2 separate regions of the Gossypium arboreum genome follow, and region 2 is linked to region 1. A link is a contact called in public Hi-C data. All regions are on one chromosome and are shown on one strand. The core of a region is the stretch at or near the end of the contact, and the rest is flanking DNA. Distances in the headings are between cores, read along the strand shown. Region 1 holds the start of LOC108465267. Region 2 holds the start of LOC108473883 (phosphatidylinositol/phosphatidylcholine transfer protein SFH9).

Region 1 (4,256 bases), core at 728-3,227:
GCTCATATCTGATAAACACAAAGACAAGCATTTGAGCTTGGATTTATCTGGTTTTACATGTATTAGGGATTAACTTTGGTTAAGATGGAATACTAATAATCTTACATAATGAACACGTAAGCAAAAAAAGAGCAACCTTGTTTGGAAAAAGAACTGTGCAAACATGGAGCTATTTGGGGAAACTAAAAGAACAATGGTGCTATGTCGGAAAGGGCCAAACGCCAGGGATGTAGACCAATGTTATCCTATAAAGAAAAAGAGTACCATTCTATGTTTGAAAAGGTGCTGCACCTCCTCCATTCTCCACAGACGAAGACAAAAAGAACTATCCACCTTTTTTTTTTTTTTTTCAATTTCCAACAGAATATACTGACTTGTTCGGGTTTATAGATGATAACATTTCCAATTAAACTGACAATGTTGGCATTCTTTTTTCCCAAGAAATTCTTTATCCAAATAAATTCCGTGGTTTGAAAAATATGGTTCTCATAGCATAAATAAGGGCATAAGAAGTTAATCTATACTGATATATAATTGAACTGAGAACAGAATGTCTCACTAATGCAATCTTTTTTTTTTAAAATTTCAAATAAATCGGACTCAAACAAGAACTTCATTTTTCATATTTATTTTCTCAATTGCAAGAAACAAAACTTTCCATCTTGTAATTTTTTCCCATGATTACTTGTGCAAGACAAAGCATACAATTCGGTGCAATAGGAGGATAATCATGATATATCAGTTCTATTCATAATAAACATGATTAAAGACAGCAAAGAAATCAGTAATCAACTAAAAAGCACTGTAAAAACTAATTCAAACTTCCGGGTGCAACCCTAGAAAACAAAATCACACATCCGCTTAGGACATCTTGAAGACGTAAGAAAAGCCACATCATGGCGTTACATTCTACGGATCTCCACTAGCATCCTTAAACAGGCTTTAGATCTCCGAACAGCTAGCGCTCACTTTGACAGTAATTTCTATATTTTCAAGAATAGCGACACAATGGCTACGTTTGTGCATTGTCACGAAATGCTAGCATGTATGTAATAAGCATGTACTGTGAAACAGAATTCAAGAATTTCTTTCAAGAAATAAATTTTCACAAAACGAAAGGTCAATACAAAGAATGTGTTGGCAAATGTTTGAAGGATATATCTGATGAGAGAATGGCAATATCATATAGGCATCTAAAATCATGCTCAGATTCAAATCCACAAAGCAACAATATATGCACAGATTCCTTGTTCTAAATTACTAATTATCATGAAAAAAAATGTAAAACTTACTCAGCCACGTAGCTATTGACAAGCATGAAATATATCCTCCAAAATTTTTCCTCCTTCAAATGACGAGGGCATAGCTTGAATCTAAGCTGTGAAAGTTCCTGGAAAAAAAGAAGAATAGAACAATAATTATAAATTATTAAGAGGGAAAAAAGGTTTAAAAAAAAAAAACACCCCAAACCTTCACTTTAGAAAGCACTAAGACAGCATGACGCTCTTGCCAATCAGAAAGATCTTTACGCACATTATAAGAAGTTTGGGCTTCAATGTCACCATCATCTGAACACCATAAGCTTCAATCAAACCAATTTTCTCTTTAGAAATTTCCAAAGCGAAAGAAAAAAGACGGGAAGTACCTTGGATAGGGAAATTCTTGAAGGTTTCTAAAGTAAAAGACTTGACATGATCGATTAATTGTTGGGTAATTCCAAGAAATTCTTCTTGTTCTTGGTGGTGGGGTTGAGGTTGACCTGGTGGGTTTTTGTGGTTTTTACTGTTCCTTGAAACACTGCGGCGAAACCACGACGAAAGATTCATTGTTTTGTCTGGTCGGGATGCTTTGATTTGAGATGCTTTTTTTTTCAGAGATTTTTAGTCAAAGATTATTTAGTAGTTTCACAAAGATTTACTTCGCTTTATTAATTATTTTGTTTGTTTACAAAGTGTATATTAGTCACTAACTCTTCGCATACTTTACTATTATAAGCCCATTATAAGATAAATGTTAGCTATGGATTTTAACTGTTCTATCCAAACGTAGATTAAATTATTTCCCATTTTGGTTTCATGTTGTTTTAGGTGTGCCGTGTGCTCATTATTTTTATATTTAATTATTAAAAATTTCTTTCTCTCGTGGATTTTTTAACTTTTTTAATAAATAAAGGAGGTCTAACACCTAAAGAAACAGCACACAGCAGGCTCAAGCCAGTCGGTGCCCAACACCACCAGCTACATCATCCTCCATGCCTGCCTGAACAGTAATAGGGGGTTTAGTAAAACGCTGCAACCCAACAACGCCATCACCAAACATCTGCAACTTTATTCGCTTCCCCAAACACATGCCCAAACGAAACTTGCCAATCACGAGCACATAAGCCTTTAATGTCTTGCACCAAAGAAAGGGAACTAGCTCTAGCATGACACTTTGTTAACAGTTGAACCAACAATAAATTATCACTCTCAATCGACACATTTTTATACCCCTCCTCTTAGGCAATTCAGAGACCATTATAAACTGCCCATAGTTTTGCCTGCAACACTGTACCAATGCCAATAAATTGACTAAACCCATGAGCCAATAGCCGGTCCAATCACGGAGGACACCCCTGGTCGAAGCAACAGCACTTGAAATATCCATAGCCCCCCAACCCAATCTCCCAAACCCGCAATCATAATATTCTTTGCCCATGACAAGCTTTCCTTGACAACATCACCAAAACAACCCAGATCATTAGCGAAAACATGTTGGTTCCGCCGCTTCCATAAACGCCATAGGATAACACTGAATAACACATACCAACTAACCCTAACCATGACAGTGTCCTGGAAGTGACACAAATTTTGAATAATCCAATTTTGCAAGGGTAGCGAAAGAAATCTCGAGTCGCCTGATGAGGCAAAATACTCTACCATGTCCCAACCGCAATAGGACAATCACTTAAAACATGAATGATAGTCTCTTCACTACCCTCACACAGACAATAACTTGGGTCATTAGCCATACCACTCCTAACCCATTCAACATTTGTTAGCAACGTCTCCTTTACCACCAACCATTGAAAATGTTGCAACTTTTGCAATCCTAGCTGTTAGAAATAACACTACTGCAAAATAAACTCGTTAGCACTAACTGAATAAAATAAATAGAACGTAAATAAAAATGAAGTAACCACTGTGCCGTGAAAAAACTACTGCCTTAGAAGCAAATTTGCCCTAATTGATGTAATTAAGTAACTTACATCGCATCCAATCCTCAACTGTCTCTCTTCTTCTCCTAAAAACAAATCCTTTGATTTCTTCCTTCCTTGTGCTGCTTATTTAGATATTTTAGTACCCAATTTTGATATTAAATACAGTTATAGGCACAATCGCTCACGTGGGTCTACCTTATTCTCTTGAATATTATGGCAGTTTGAGATGGGTCTGAGTGTGTGTTCGGTGTTTGTGAGGATTGCTTTTGAGTTTTTTAATTCTGTTGTTTCGTTTGGTGGCCGAACGGTGCATTTACATTGATGGATTGGGTCTGACAGGGGTTCTGACAGACTTGACGTTCTTGCTGTGCTCTTGGTCTCGTGTCTTACGGTGACTTTGTTCCGATTACTGTTCATTATTTTTTTATGCTTTCTTTATTTGGTTTTTTGTCCTTTGTTTATCGCTTTATTGGGTTTCGTTGTTTTAGTGTGTTGGGGGTCCCACGGTGGCCGAATTTTATATATTTCTTTTGTTTTTTAGGTTCTTTTTATGTTTCTGCATGAGAGTAGGTTTTCTTTTTGTCCATTGATTACAGTGTATTTTTCATAAATGCAGGGTTTTACGTGCTTTTGTTTCCTGTTTTAGTTATCTCCTTTAAATCGATTGCTTTCTTGGTTCCTGTCGAGTTTTTTTGCTGTTTCTTGCTGGTTCTTACGGCCTTCTTCGTGGATGCCTCTTTTGTTCTTTTTTGAACCTTGGGGGAGTGCCTTTTGTTTGAGTTTCTTCTTTTGTGTTCCTGTTGGTTTTGCTTGTGATCGATCAACCTGTGTTATCATGACGGAGAATGATATGTCTACCATGACGGAGGAAATAAATGAGCTCCTGGAGAAATTGAAATTTTCAGAGGAAGAAGCTGGACAAATCATAACCACGAACGGTGATAAAAATGTCCAAGGTTTTGAATCTTGGGCTGTAGGCAAGATAATGGCGGCAGAAGTGCCAAACCGAGAGGCGATGTACCGAGTCTTTTGATCACTTTGGTATACAAAAGAAGAG
Region 2 (4,256 bases), core at 1,232-3,731, 130 kb after region 1:
TACATTTTAAATTTTGTTGTATCACAAGCTTATGACATCAAAGGTAACAACAAGAAAGATAAAAAGTCCAAGCTAGGGGAGATATTAGGGTTCCATTTAGCCGTCATTAATAGTGAACCATCAAGCGCCCAAGGCCCCTATTTGTGGACAAAATGTAGATCAAATATGTTATTGATCCTTAGTACGAAAAAAGTAAAGAAGACCAAGACATGACCACTAGATTCCATACCTTATTTACTAGCATTTTGAGTAACCACATAAAAAACTATTTGAAATCATACATATAAACAACCAAATAGTGGCTCAAGGAGCATTTCTAAGGGCTAAATCTTCTTGATCAAATAAAATAACAATTCCCCTTCTAATGGCCACAATGATTAATGGTTGGAGCTTTACTTCCACTGAATGTTGCATTAGGCTTTCTTCATATGATGAAGCCTTCAATTCATTGCTTTTAGACTAACTGTAATCTTTGATTGAATTTTTGTTCATCTTTGGAGGGGAAGAGGTAGAAGAAAATAAGTTATTTGATTTGGTTCAAACTGAAAAGAGGGGTGTTGTATGCAATTTGCTTAAAATATAGATTGTGTCAAAAGGAGGAATCATTGACATTCTTACCTTTATGATGATTCATTGAAATAGAATTTAAAGGGTTAACAAAGATGAGAAGGCAACCATCAATCAATGAAACCAAGATGGCAAGATACTAATGGCCAACTAGAGAATCTCAATGGATGGTGAAAATGGATTGACACAATTGTCGCTCATGAATTATAAACCTTTATAAATCTGCTACATGCCAACCAAAACAGAAAGAAACAAATGTTTAGAGGGAAAGAATACAACAATTGCCAAAGAAACCCAAAAGAAAACCATACTACAAAGGATATATATACATATTGTAATCACCAATATACTTGTAATTTAGAACAAAAGAATTTTTCACAAAATTTTTAATTTCACAAATAAGATTAGAAACTTATAACTCATTCCGCCATATTCTGTTGAAATAACTGATATATTTGTAAGTTGTAATTTTAAAAAGAAAATTAATTTTTTTCGTGATGATTGATTTTTTTTTTTTGTGTGTGTGTGGAGTTTAGGTATTCTTGATGTTCTTAAATATCTAAGAACATCATCTTTACGGTTTGAATATGAGTTCTCCCTTTAAAAGTGTAATATCTTTTCATTACATCTAGTTCAGCCCTAAGGCCTTCCTGAAAAGTGGGAAGGTTTAAGAAAAAATATCGGCCCAAAAAATGGGCTTGGATAAGAAAAATGGGTCGGGTCTTGGGTAAACTTTTCTAGCCCGAGCTTAGCCCAGCCTGAATTTGTAAAAAAATAAAACCTGATGTTATTTTTTTACTATTTTGCCACTGTGTTTTCATTGTTTTGCTATCATTTCGCTATTATATTACTACTATTTTGATGTTATTGTTTGGATATTGTATAACTTTTATTTTATTATTAAATTTACCACTAATATAGAGATATTTGTTTGCTAGATTGCACTTATCTTAGTGTTATTTAAGAATATTTTTTTAATTTTTTCCATTTATTGGGAAACATTTATTTTAATGTTATTAATGTATTTGATGTATTATATTTTTAAATTTATTTTATATAAAAATTTTAATATCGACGAGCTAAACCAGGCTCGAGTTTTAATATTTTTATCCGAGTCAAATTTAGGTAAAATTTTAAGCCCATTTTACAAAGTTGGGCCTAGAAAACAAGCATTAATTTTTACTTGGCTCAACTCGAACCCGACCCATGGACAACTCTAATTACATCCAATAATATCAATATATCTACAAAATTATAATTTCACAAATAAAATTTTTAAAATAAAAATTAAATAAGAAAAGTATGTGAAATTCTTAATTTTGTTAAAGAGTTATACTTATAACGATTAATAAGATAAGATTATTATTTTTATCATTAAAACATTAGAGAGGGGGAGATATGCTTTGAAGTTTGAACCCTTTTCATCTACGGTTAAGTGGAAGTTTTAAGCGCTGTTTTAAATTAATTTTAAATATTAGATTATGACACGCCATGATATATGTGAAAAAGTTCTATAACAAATATATTTATTAAAATTATTATAAAAATAAATTAAACTTTAATTAAAATTTTATTAAAATTATTATAAAAAAATTTAACTTTAGTTAAAATCATAATATTGAGATGTTAAAAATCATATAGACTTAAATTTAAACGCATCAAATATATTTTTGTAACATTTTTTATTTTTGTAAAAGAGTAAATTTTAATAATTTTTTGAAATAAGTGAAACAAATTTAGTAAAACATTTAAATAATAAGATAATTATTTGACATTTTAATAACACAAATTTCTAACATCGTAGAGTTTGAGATTTTATCACATGATTTATTATAACTTAAGAAAATGACAAAAGCTAAACCCACGTGGCATATGAGATGTTTGATGCCAAACGTTTTCTATTGGTTTTCCTTGTGTATAAGTAGTACAAATACACAAGTAAATAAAATCAGTTTCCCATTTGCCTTTGTTCCTTTGCACCTAACCATCTCTAATCTCATCCTCCATTAGCTAACCGTCGAAACCCCGCTTCCCTCTCTCTTTAGGAATAAAGCCCAAAGCAAATGTTAAGTCGTCGTCGGAATCTCCGCCACTTGAGTAGCTGAAGCGGCGGTTTCACGCTACGTTACTACGTTTCAACTTCCAATTTCGCTCTCCGAAAACGATGATTTCTTTTTAAAATAATCTAAGAAAAAAAACCTTTTTTGACAACGACACGCCTCTGCTACGTTCCCAAGCTAACTAACCCAAAAGAGGGAAAAAAAAAAAAACACCAATAATTATTTTATTCTGAAAACGATAGAGAGAAAAAGCCCGCCCTTGTAACCTCCTAAAGTAGTGGCTTTTGCTCATATCCTCTTATACATGGTTTCGATTATTATATATAAAAAAATATTTTCGTACATAAAGAATAACGAGAGAATCTGAGAAATTCAATCATCTGTTTTTCGTGAATTTAATTTCGTTCAATTCGTGTGAAGTGAATACGTTTTTTTTTCAAGGTATATTTGGATATATATTTTCATAAACTTTATTGTTATTTATTGATACATTAATGATTCCTTGGAGGATTTTTTTTCTTCTTTTAATTGTGTTTGTTTTGATATTCGTTGTTGGATCTGACGTAATTTAATTTCGGTCCTGTTTCTGACTAGTAATAATCTTTTTTTTTTCTCTCTGTATGCCGATTCATGTCCTTTTTGTCCATTTCCGCTTGATTTTTTTTTTGGTCAATTTCGTTGTTTTTTTTAACAACAACGAGCTGTAAAAGAGAATCGAACAGATCTGAAAGTTTTTCTACCATGTAAAACTACCTTCTTTTGTTATTTCTGAGATTTTCAGATTCTGTTTGGTTGCAGATACAATTCTGATCTTGATCGAGGGTAAAATTACAATGCCTGGTAAGTTATGTTTAATTTTACTGACTTTTGTTCAAATTCGAGATCAAAATGGTGATTCGTGGATTGATTTTTCAATTTCTTTAATAGTTCCAGGAGAGTTAATTGCACTTGAAGAAAGTGAGAAGTTTAGCAAGGATGCGAATTTGGATATTGAGACGTCTGAAGACGACAAAGGGAGGAGGGGACGAGGGAGATCTCTGAAAAAGAAAGCGATGACTGCTTCGACGAAGCTAACTCATAGCCTTAAGAAGCGTGGCAGACGCGTGTCTGATTGCAAATACACTGCAATTTCTATCGAGGATGTAAGGGATGGGGAGGAGGAAAAGGCTGTCAAAGCTTTTCGCCAGGCGTTGCTTGCAAAGGACCAGCTTCCCCCACGTCATGATGATTACTACACCTTGTTAAGGTAAACAACCAGTAGACTTGTACTGCAGTTTCTGGAAGGAAGTTATGTTATTCATTTGCGTAGGCACTTCGCATTAACCATGTTGATAAGAGATGAGATCATTCCTTTGAGCCAAACATGTGCTGTTTTAAAATTTACAAATGATAGCTTGAATAATGCTACCCATCAATTGACTTTAAGAAGATTTTATAAATGTTTATTGCTGTGAACAACATTTTCCATTTGTTCTCTAATTTTCATAATTTTCTGTGGTCTTTCCTTGGTAATTTTTTATTACTTTTGTCAAACATCCAATTGACGGTAGCTGGTGGGTCCAACTTGAACATAAGACCTGTAATAATTCCCAACACTTTGTAGAGGTGTGATTGTACTACTTGACACTC

What was found. Hi-C and Micro-C count contacts between places; a contact is called where the count stands out from the background.
Region 2: a Hi-C map of leaf shows a contact between it and region 1, with 2.4 times the contacts expected there. The contact joins the promoter of LOC108473883 here to the promoter of LOC108465267 in region 1. A contact is called at or near these places in 2 of 5 Hi-C or Micro-C datasets (both in leaf).

The regions. Positions count from the first base shown.
Region 1 is chr11:16,417,743-16,421,998 of ASM2569848v2, forward strand. LOC108465267 reads right to left here and starts at 1,978. Exons shown (of 4, transcript XM_017765588.2): 1 at 1,646-1,978; 2 at 1,471-1,568; 3 at 1,293-1,390; 4 at 1-8. The coding sequence starts at 1,826.
Region 2 is chr11:16,548,208-16,552,463 of ASM2569848v2, forward strand. It overlaps LOC108473883 (phosphatidylinositol/phosphatidylcholine transfer protein SFH9), which reads left to right and starts at 2,482. Exons shown (of 15, transcript XM_053021530.1): 1 at 2,482-3,467; 2 at 3,555-3,873. The coding sequence starts at 3,461.